3 separate regions of the Mus musculus genome follow, and regions 1 and 3 are each linked to region 2. Evidence: chromatin contacts called from public Hi-C and HiChIP or PLAC-seq data. All regions are on one chromosome and are shown on one strand. The core of a region is the stretch at or near the end of the contact, and the rest is flanking DNA. Distances in the headings are between cores, read along the strand shown. Region 1 has its middle 67 kb from the start of Vav3. Region 2 has its middle 73 kb from the start of Slc25a24. Region 3 has its middle 17 kb from the start of Vav3.

Region 1 (2,700 bases), core at 71-2,570, 77 kb after region 2:
CAGTCTTTATTTCAGGTTTTAGGTAGATGAGGGAGGAACTATGAAATAACTTAATGGGTTCTCTTGGAGACATGTGATCAAGGAGCCATATTGGGGCCTAGCAAACACAGAAGTGGATGCTCACAGTCAGCTAATGAATGGATCACAGGGCTCCCAATGGAGGAGCTAGAGAAAGTAGCCAAGGAGCTAAAGGGATCTGCAACCCTATAGGCGGAACAACATTATGAACTAACCAGTACCCCGGAGCTCTTGACTCTAGCTGCATATGTATCAAAAGATGGCCTAGTCGGCCATCACTGGAAAGAGAGGCCCATTGGACTTGCAAACTTTATATGCCCCAGTACAGGGGAACGCCAGGGCCAAAAAGGGGGAGTGGGTGGGTAGGGGAGTGGGGGTGGGTGGGTATGGGGGACTTTTGGTATAGCATTGGAAATGTAAATGAGCTAAATACCTAATAAAAAATGGAAAAAAAGAAATATTGAGGCTATAGCAATTCATTGTCTATGGAAGAACTGAGAAAGACTATGATATAAGGAGAGGGGTCTACCAGGCATGTACATAGAATGGAATTAAGATACACACAGTGGGTCTGCAGTGTGGTGTATGCTATAGGGAGGTAAAACTGGATAAGTGTGGTGTATGATATAGGGAGGTAAACCTGGACAAGGACCAGCTTGTAAGGTCTTTCTAGACCAAGCTAAGGAATTTGCATTTTATCCTTTAGAGGAACCATCAGAGGATTGTAAATAGGTAAGTTGACTTATATAGGAAGAGCCTACAAAATGGTTATTTGATTTAAGCTTTTTGGAACTCAATGTAACTCTCTTGAAAATAAATTTTCACACAGTTGGAGCAATAGCTCTGACACTTTAATTTGTACCAGAATTACCTGTGGAGATTGACAGAAATATACAGAATGTTAGATAACATCAAATTGACTGGCATCGTTGGGGAATTTGCATATCTCTCAAGAGTCTTCAGAGGATGTCTAAGGTGATCATCTAGGGTCACATTTGAGAAGTGCATGAATGTTTTGGTGAAGGTTGTGGAAGAAGAATTCTAATTTATCACTAACAAATTCAGCACAAAATTTGTTTATTCTGTCAGTGGGATTACAATGAAAAATTTTCCTTCTTCCTCTTTCTTTTCCTTTTCCTTTTCCTCTTCCTCTTTTATTCTTTTAAAATCTGAACAAAGGGAGGTAACTGTCATCTGCTCTGGTGGAAAAATAATGTATTCACAAGGCTCTAGGCTCACTGCTCTACAAAGCCAGCTGGTCGCCATGACTCACCCTCAGAATGCATTTTCACATCCTAGGGGGTGTTGGGGCAAACAGCTGGCCCTCTTTGAGCTCACATCTTGGAAACCTTCCACTGTTCTTATTCCATAAATACAGACCAGTAGCTTAGCTAGGATTTCCATAAACTGTAAGATTTTTCACTAAAATTCTGTGGTGTTAGTGCAATCCTAGTGGGAGGAAGTATGTAGCAATCTGAGCTATGACTGAGAATCATCTGACAATTAATTGGGTGGAAATAAAAAGCTGGGAGCTGAGTAATAAATGAGATACAGTCCAGAGAGGGGTACTGGCTCCTATCACGGGGATTTGTTGTAAAGTAGTCTTGCTAAAACTCATTCTCTAGACCCCTGCTATACAGGGTATGGAATTCTTTGTCTCCATTGCAGACAGTATCTGAATATGTCAACAATGGTTTCAGATGAGTCTTCCAACATCAGCTGTGACTCACCCTTTCTGACCTTCAGTCCGCACTCTCATTGCAGGGAGTCTGTTTCATGAAAGATTCATGGAGAAGATTACTCCAGGGCAACGCACACAGAATGAACGATGCTGCTTTGATGTGTTAAGCTATCTTCCTTCCTTAAAGATTGCCAGGCAAAAAATAGCCATTAAAAAAAAAAAGCATTCTTAGGAAGGATGCTCGCTTGATTGGCACCAGTACTTAAATATGCATGGCAGACCTGAGATCTTTCTTCTTGTAAGTAGCAATAAAACAGTGTTCCCTGATAAATCCTGCAAAAGCATTGACATGGTCTGAGTGCTCTACTTGCAATACAGGGAGCAATGCCATCGCTCACCTGAATTACTGAAGCCCGCTAATATGTGCATGCCTCTCGTTGCTGTGTTTGCACTCCAGTTTCTTTAGAGCAGGGGTTTTCAACTGTCATGCAAGGCTTGAACCCATCATAGGCACAAAACTAAATATTTACTCCACAGATGAGAATAATCTGGACTATAACCAAACATTAGTAGTAATAGTACTGGTAGCAGCAGTAGCAGCAGCCATCCAACCCTTCCTACACTTGACACTCCTCTCAACACTTAACAATAATGCATTTAATGCTCACAAGAAACTTTACAAAATACATTGTTGTCTGTGCCATGTTCAGATAGGGAAACTGAAGTACCAAAGAGAGGGAACTTGCCTACCAACCCAGGAACTGTAAGTGGTGGCTGGGCTTCAGGACTCATGTTCTTGATAAAGTGCTAGCGTGATATAAATGCGCTCCCATCTTTTGCTTGCTCAGACACTTCTGCCTGTCCTTTATTCTCCGGTTTAAGTTTCTTCTTTTCTGCAGGCCTTTGTGCTTTTGTTCTAACAACTCCTGCAAGAAGTTGCTGCTTTGTCTGTGCTCTAGAACCTTCTCACATACACCGGGATAGTAACCACACTGTTGATA
Region 2 (2,700 bases), core at 30-2,529:
TAGTTTGGATGAAAGGATCACATTCTTTTAAATATTTGATGGTTTAAACACACTGTCACGGGTTCATTTAAGGTCAACAGAGACCATGTTCATAATTTTTCCATGCTAAGAACTTCTCTGATCATAGCAAAGGAAAAACTAAGGGTGCCCTGGTCATTTGTCTAAGTGACATGGACTTATCTTTGTTCCTTCTTTTCCTTACCATATAATGCAAGAAGTGGATATCAGAAACCTTGTTTCCTAAGTTCCTACGTCAGCCAACTACTTGGTTTGCTAGTGGGAGGCACTGGAGGAAAATCCAGGTAAATCTTTAATATTGGAAGTGATGGGGACAAGTGTAGTACAGCAGGAGTTGTACCACACTAGTTGACTAGTCTGAGGCTTTCTCTCTGCCCCTCCAGTTGTCCTCAGGGTTACTTTCCAAGTTCCATTTGAGTGAGTCTTTTGGTGGTGTTGAGTATTTGTCAACTTTAAAAAAAAAAGATGAAGGACAATTTTATTAGCTTTTAGAAGAGAAAAACTCCTGCAAGGCAGGCAAATTGTACATCTTCCAGGAAGATGGGAATGGAGGACAGAAGAAAAGAAATCTATTTAAGTGGACATGGAGGTCAGACACATGGCAGACAAGCAGCCACATGATGGGAGGGGAAACTTCAGAGAAAGAAGAAAGAGCCAAAGTACTAAAGAAAGCATCCCGAGGTTCCGGTCAGTGTCTGGAAGAGAGTCAGAAGCATTTTAGGTTGTTGGCTTGGGTTTTCAGGGTGAGTTTGGAAGTTTCGGTAACTCCACCTCACTGCCATCACTCCCCTTGAGGAAGTCCTTGGAGAGACCTCGCATTTTCTTTGTGAGATCCTGGGTCATAAAGTTTGGGTGAATTTAGACTGTGATCCTCAGAGGCTGTGAAATCTCAGGAGAGAGGCTAGATTTCCTCTTTGTGCCAATGCCAGGTACAGGCACACGGTCTCTTTCTGCAGAGAAGGAGGCATTTGTTCCTCATCTTCTTTATTCTGAGCCTGGTTGAGATTTCCCTTGTGTGCAGGTCTCTCTGTGTGATTCTCTGTGTTTTGAAGGATCTGGGGTTTGCTTTCCTTTCCTGGGCATTGTGAGTTTTACACTCTTTGCCTCCAGGGCATTGCAAACTTCCTGCAGGGTTTGGTCTCTGCTTCCCTTGGCAGGTTCTTGTTCTCAGCTCAGACTTGAACTTCCTTTGTACCATCTCTGGGATGGATTCATAGCAGTTCTTTAGAACTGCATGTTTCATTTTGCGTTTTAGATGATTCATTTGGGAAGGTTGTTTAAGGTGACTAATGCTGAGATGACACACGGAAACCCACATCTCATTTCCCTTTTTATAGTAGAAGAAATAAAACACACTCAGAAAACAGTATTCATTTAAAAATGCACAACTGTACCAAACTGATGTGGGAAATAGATAAGATGCTTAGTTATAGATAACTAGGTTGTCATGATTACTAGCTAGTAACAAGGAACTGGCTATACTTATCCTTTTGCATTAAGTTTCTCAGTTCACCTTGGTTGTTGTGATGTAAGAAGACATGTTTAAGGAATCGAAATAAAATTGGCTGGAAATCCCATCATTTCTTGTGCCCCCTCAGCTTCTTTTCTGTTCTTATATTGCTTCCCCACAAAACTCTCACTCCTATGTAGATCAGTAGACTTCTCTTTACTTCACTTCTTGCCTATCCTGAATTCATCTAATTGTTCACCGTAACTAAGGGAAATTAAGACATAATAAACATAAGATTATTTCTAGATCTCACCACCTAGTTTTGCAAATCGTTATCTTTCTCCTCCCTCTTCTCCTCTCCATGTGATCTTTGGTGATGATAAATGTGATCAGGCAGAAAGAGTATGGATCTAGTGTCTACACTGGGCTACAACTTTGGTGAAAAGAACCAGAAATACCAAATGTTTATCAGTTTGGCTTTTCTGTAACACTTTTAGTGGATATTTTTAGTATATATTCAAGGACTTTTTTTGACAGAAAAAAAAATCATTGAAAGGCTTCTAGAGCATTATGGATCCACTGAATCTTTTCATAATTTTCTTTGAAACGGGGTCAAAATAACACTTGTGATACAATCTATACCATCAGGTTATGTGGCTACTTTCATCCAGTGAAAATCTGTGGTTTAAGTGGGGTGATTTTATAATATTTTATCGATTAACCATTCTTTACTAGCAATTCGTTTAGTCATGCCATCAATAAACCATTTTTTTTACACCATTGTTAAAACTACAACATTTCCTTTTGCTTTGAAGAAATTCAAGTTTTGAAGACTATCAGAATCTTGCGTTTAGAATATTAGTTGCCTCACAGGCAGCTTAGGTACCAGGCATGTTTAGATGATGTGGTGTGACTTGGATGCTGAGTGAAGTGCCCTGCGGGGAGCAAGCAGAGGTACTTTAGCACAGGGGACTCTGGGTGTCCTAGTTTTGTTTCCTTTTGCTGTGATAAAACACTCTGACTAAAGCAACTTGGAGGAGTAAGTATTTTAGCTCACAATTCCAGCTAAAAGTTCATCAAAGGGGAGAAGTCACAATTCCAGGTAACAGTTCATCACGATGGCAGGAAGCTGAACCAGACAGTCATATCCACAGTCAAGAGCAGAGGGACGGTGAATGCATGCACACTTGTCCTTAGCTTGCTTTTCGTATCTACTCTTAGACAGTCCAGAG
Region 3 (2,700 bases), core at 114-2,613, 130 kb after region 2:
GTTTTCAGATACTCAGGATTCTAGATATTATAAATGTGATTTCATCAAGATGGGTATAATTATTATTCACCAAGAAAATGTACAAAACTCACTTTTATTCTGAGAATACATTGTTTAGCAATTGACTGTATGTCTTGATCATTCCTTGTAACTCTCTGTTGAAAATTAGAGTATATATTGTCCTCTGCAATAATTAGATCAGGAGAGGGTAGCAATATGTTGTTTTGGTGTCTGCCTTCTGTACAGAAGTCATGGGGTTTAAAAGTCTTCATTCTTGACTATTTATTATTTAATTGAAGTTCCTAGTTAATGTTAAAAATAAACCAAGTTATAGTGGAATTTGAGGTGGGGTGGGGGGATGAGAAGTGAGGATGGAAGGTGGGATAGGGATGGGGTGAAAATGGAGGGTGGGAATGGGAGGTAGGGTGGGGGGTGGGGATAGAGGGTGGGGTTTGGGAGGTGGTGGAATGGGGGTGGGGTGGGAGAATGGGAGGATGAGGATGGGGTAGGGGATAGGAGTGTTCTAGTATTTTCTTATGGATGAAACCCCCTTTTAAATCTCATTCTGTGAGCACTTTGAATTCTAATGTGAAAACACACTCTTGATGAAAGCTGGCGGCGTGTTATGGAGCCAGGAAACTTACAAAATTGATTTTAATGTTTAAGCAAAATGGATTACTTTCCTTGACTACCGAGCCCAACATATGTCTGGTGTGCACTGAGATATAATCTACCGCTGAATACTTTTCTTCTTCCTCTTCCTGCAGTTGACAATGATGTCTCTCCGTAAAAACTGTCCAAATAATAAAGGAATTTTCAAACTCAACCACTTTTATGAAAGAGACAAGAAAAGGGGAGATTAAATAAGACAGTGACAATTGCCATCTGTGCGTAAATAAACATTTAAACTCCTGAATGTCTAAAAGAACAAGATCAAATCCTCAAACCTAGCACAGAATTTATTCCCTGTGTTAAGCCTTCTGCCTCCGGATAATACTTCCTTCTTGAGAGCCTTTGTTCAGTAAAGAGGTGACTCATTCTCACACAAGTACCTTTGTGGCTAGGGAGGTATCCTTTGGTGTACTAAAATTTTCTTCTAAACAAACAGAATCTAAATGAGTAAAAGGGACTTGATGAGAGGGAAAGGGGAGGAGAGGTGAAAGGGCAGGGGGAGGGGAGGAGAGAAGGAAGTAGCGGTGTGGGGGAGGGGAGGATAGGAAAGGAAGGAGTACTAAACCAAGCCTGTGGCATAGTTCATTTCCCCTCTCACTACCTGAGTAGAGAGGGTGAGACAGCAGGAGGGCTCACCCAGCTGGAGTGGTATTCTAAACCCTGATCTGTCACTCATATGTCTCTCCTATCTCAACTTCTGAAGCCTCCTGACCCGCGTACTAGAGGAAGTAGGGGAGCTTGGGTATTTTCTGCTCTGCTCCTAGTCAGTGCCTTTGATTTTTACTTTCTCCTTTATGGGCTCTGAATGAGTTGAGATCAGCTCAGCGGGGGAGCTCAAACGGATTCTGGGGACTCTCATTTTCCTCAGTAGCACTTAGACAGATAAAGATGCACTAGCAGGTGACAGCCTCAGGGCCAATGCAGGCAGGCCTGTCCTTGGGACATCATAGCAGGAGAGGAAGAACTCTGAGGTGCAGCAGTGGGAAGGGATAAGGAGTTGCAGCTGGTGTTCCTGGAGTTACCAGAGAGGCACCTTAGGGAACTGGGGACTGTTACTGACCCAATGGGCAACTTGATTGCAGTTTAGCATAGACAGAGTTCTGATGCTCACAGAGACAGCCCTGATAGGTAGGAAATGTGCTTCCTATACTTGACACTTTCCAACTACTTTGTGCTTTCATCCGGTCAGTGAGGAAAGCCATAAGGAGCCTGCCAACAGATATGCTTGTCTGTTTTATTTACTACAGAACCTCCAGCATTAGAGAAATCTAGACTGTTAACAAATGTCGCCTTACTACAAATTCACTTATCACAGACCAATTTAGAATCCTAGGAGGGGAACCAGTAGACTCAGACAAGGAAAATAAACTTCCCAAGCAGAGTTGGGGTTCACTCAGAGCCAAGGAGCTTGAGAGCTCCTAGTTCCCTGGGGAGGAGGAATTACGGGCCATCATGCCTGCACCTGCATGGAACCATTCTTCAAGGCCTAAATCAATATCTTAGAGAAAGGGAGATTGTTTGCCATGGAGTTACTTTGATTTGTGCCTGTGTGTATGTGCATTTTTGTGCACATGATAATATCTAGAGTTCCTTAAAGACAACATTTAAAGACTTTTTGGGCTCCAAAAGTCAGATCCTGACTTGGAGTTGGGTCTTAGTTGCTATCTAGAAATGACTATAGAAATGGCACAGCAGTAGTTTCGATCATTAACATGCCAAGTCCAGGGTATAAAGGACACACAAGAGACCAGCATCCAAGTGATCCTTTGGTGGGTACCGACCTGGATTGGGTGACACACTGTCATATGCAGGTTATTCTCCAATAATGTTCTGTCTCTCTTCCTGTCATTCCCGACTGTGAACAGTATCCCATACTCTATAATCTCTTTCTAGTGAGTTCTACCCATGATCATACATCCAACTTCCAACTGTTTTCTGTGCTAATGAATCTCAACCCTAGTCACATCAACCCTCCCTCCCCACCTCCTACCTTCTGCCGGCTTCAGGATGACCTGTTTTGTTAAACTC

Evidence for each region. Hi-C and Micro-C count contacts between places; a contact is called where the count stands out from the background. HiChIP or PLAC-seq counts read pairs in DNA pulled down with a chosen protein or histone mark.
Region 1: a Hi-C map of bone marrow-derived macrophages shows a contact between it and region 2, with 2.5 times the contacts expected there. The contact joins two enhancer-like sites. A contact is called at or near these places in 1 of 15 datasets of contacts at CTCF or cohesin (CD8 T cells), 7 of 484 Hi-C or Micro-C datasets (the AML12 cell line, CD4 T cells, DN3 thymocytes and 3 more) and 1 of 9 other capture datasets (bone marrow-derived macrophages).
Region 3: a contact with region 2 is called in a BATF HiChIP or PLAC-seq map of CD8 T cells, with 16 read pairs. The contact joins two enhancer-like sites. A contact is called at or near these places in 2 of 15 datasets of contacts at CTCF or cohesin (CD8 T cells and the NIH/3T3 cell line), 5 of 484 Hi-C or Micro-C datasets (Th2 cells, bone marrow-derived macrophages, cerebellar granule neurons and 2 more), 4 of 115 datasets of contacts at active chromatin or transcription factors (CD8 T cells, bone marrow-derived macrophages, embryonic stem cells and 1 more) and 1 of 9 other capture datasets (liver).

What each region holds. Positions count from the first base shown.
Region 1 is chr3:109,271,906-109,274,605 of GRCm38.p6, forward strand. No RefSeq gene overlaps it. Among named protein-coding and RNA genes, the nearest start is that of Vav3, 67 kb to the right of the region's middle. Within about 2 kb of position 1,321, at least 77 of the 459 cell types and tissues checked have an H3K27ac peak or open chromatin away from gene starts, as enhancers often do. A contact at or near this core is called in bone marrow-derived macrophages, where this site is marked.
Region 2 is chr3:109,195,097-109,197,796 of GRCm38.p6, forward strand. No RefSeq gene overlaps it. Among named protein-coding and RNA genes, the nearest start is that of Slc25a24, 73 kb to the left of the region's middle. Within about 2 kb of position 1,280, at least 31 of the 459 cell types and tissues checked have an H3K27ac peak or open chromatin away from gene starts, as enhancers often do. A contact at or near this core is called in CD8 T cells, Th2 cells and bone marrow-derived macrophages, where this site is marked.
Region 3 is chr3:109,322,603-109,325,302 of GRCm38.p6, forward strand. No RefSeq gene overlaps it. Among named protein-coding and RNA genes, the nearest start is that of Vav3, 17 kb to the right of the region's middle. Within about 2 kb of position 1,364, at least 68 of the 459 cell types and tissues checked have an H3K27ac peak or open chromatin away from gene starts, as enhancers often do. A contact at or near this core is called in CD8 T cells, Th2 cells and bone marrow-derived macrophages, where this site is marked.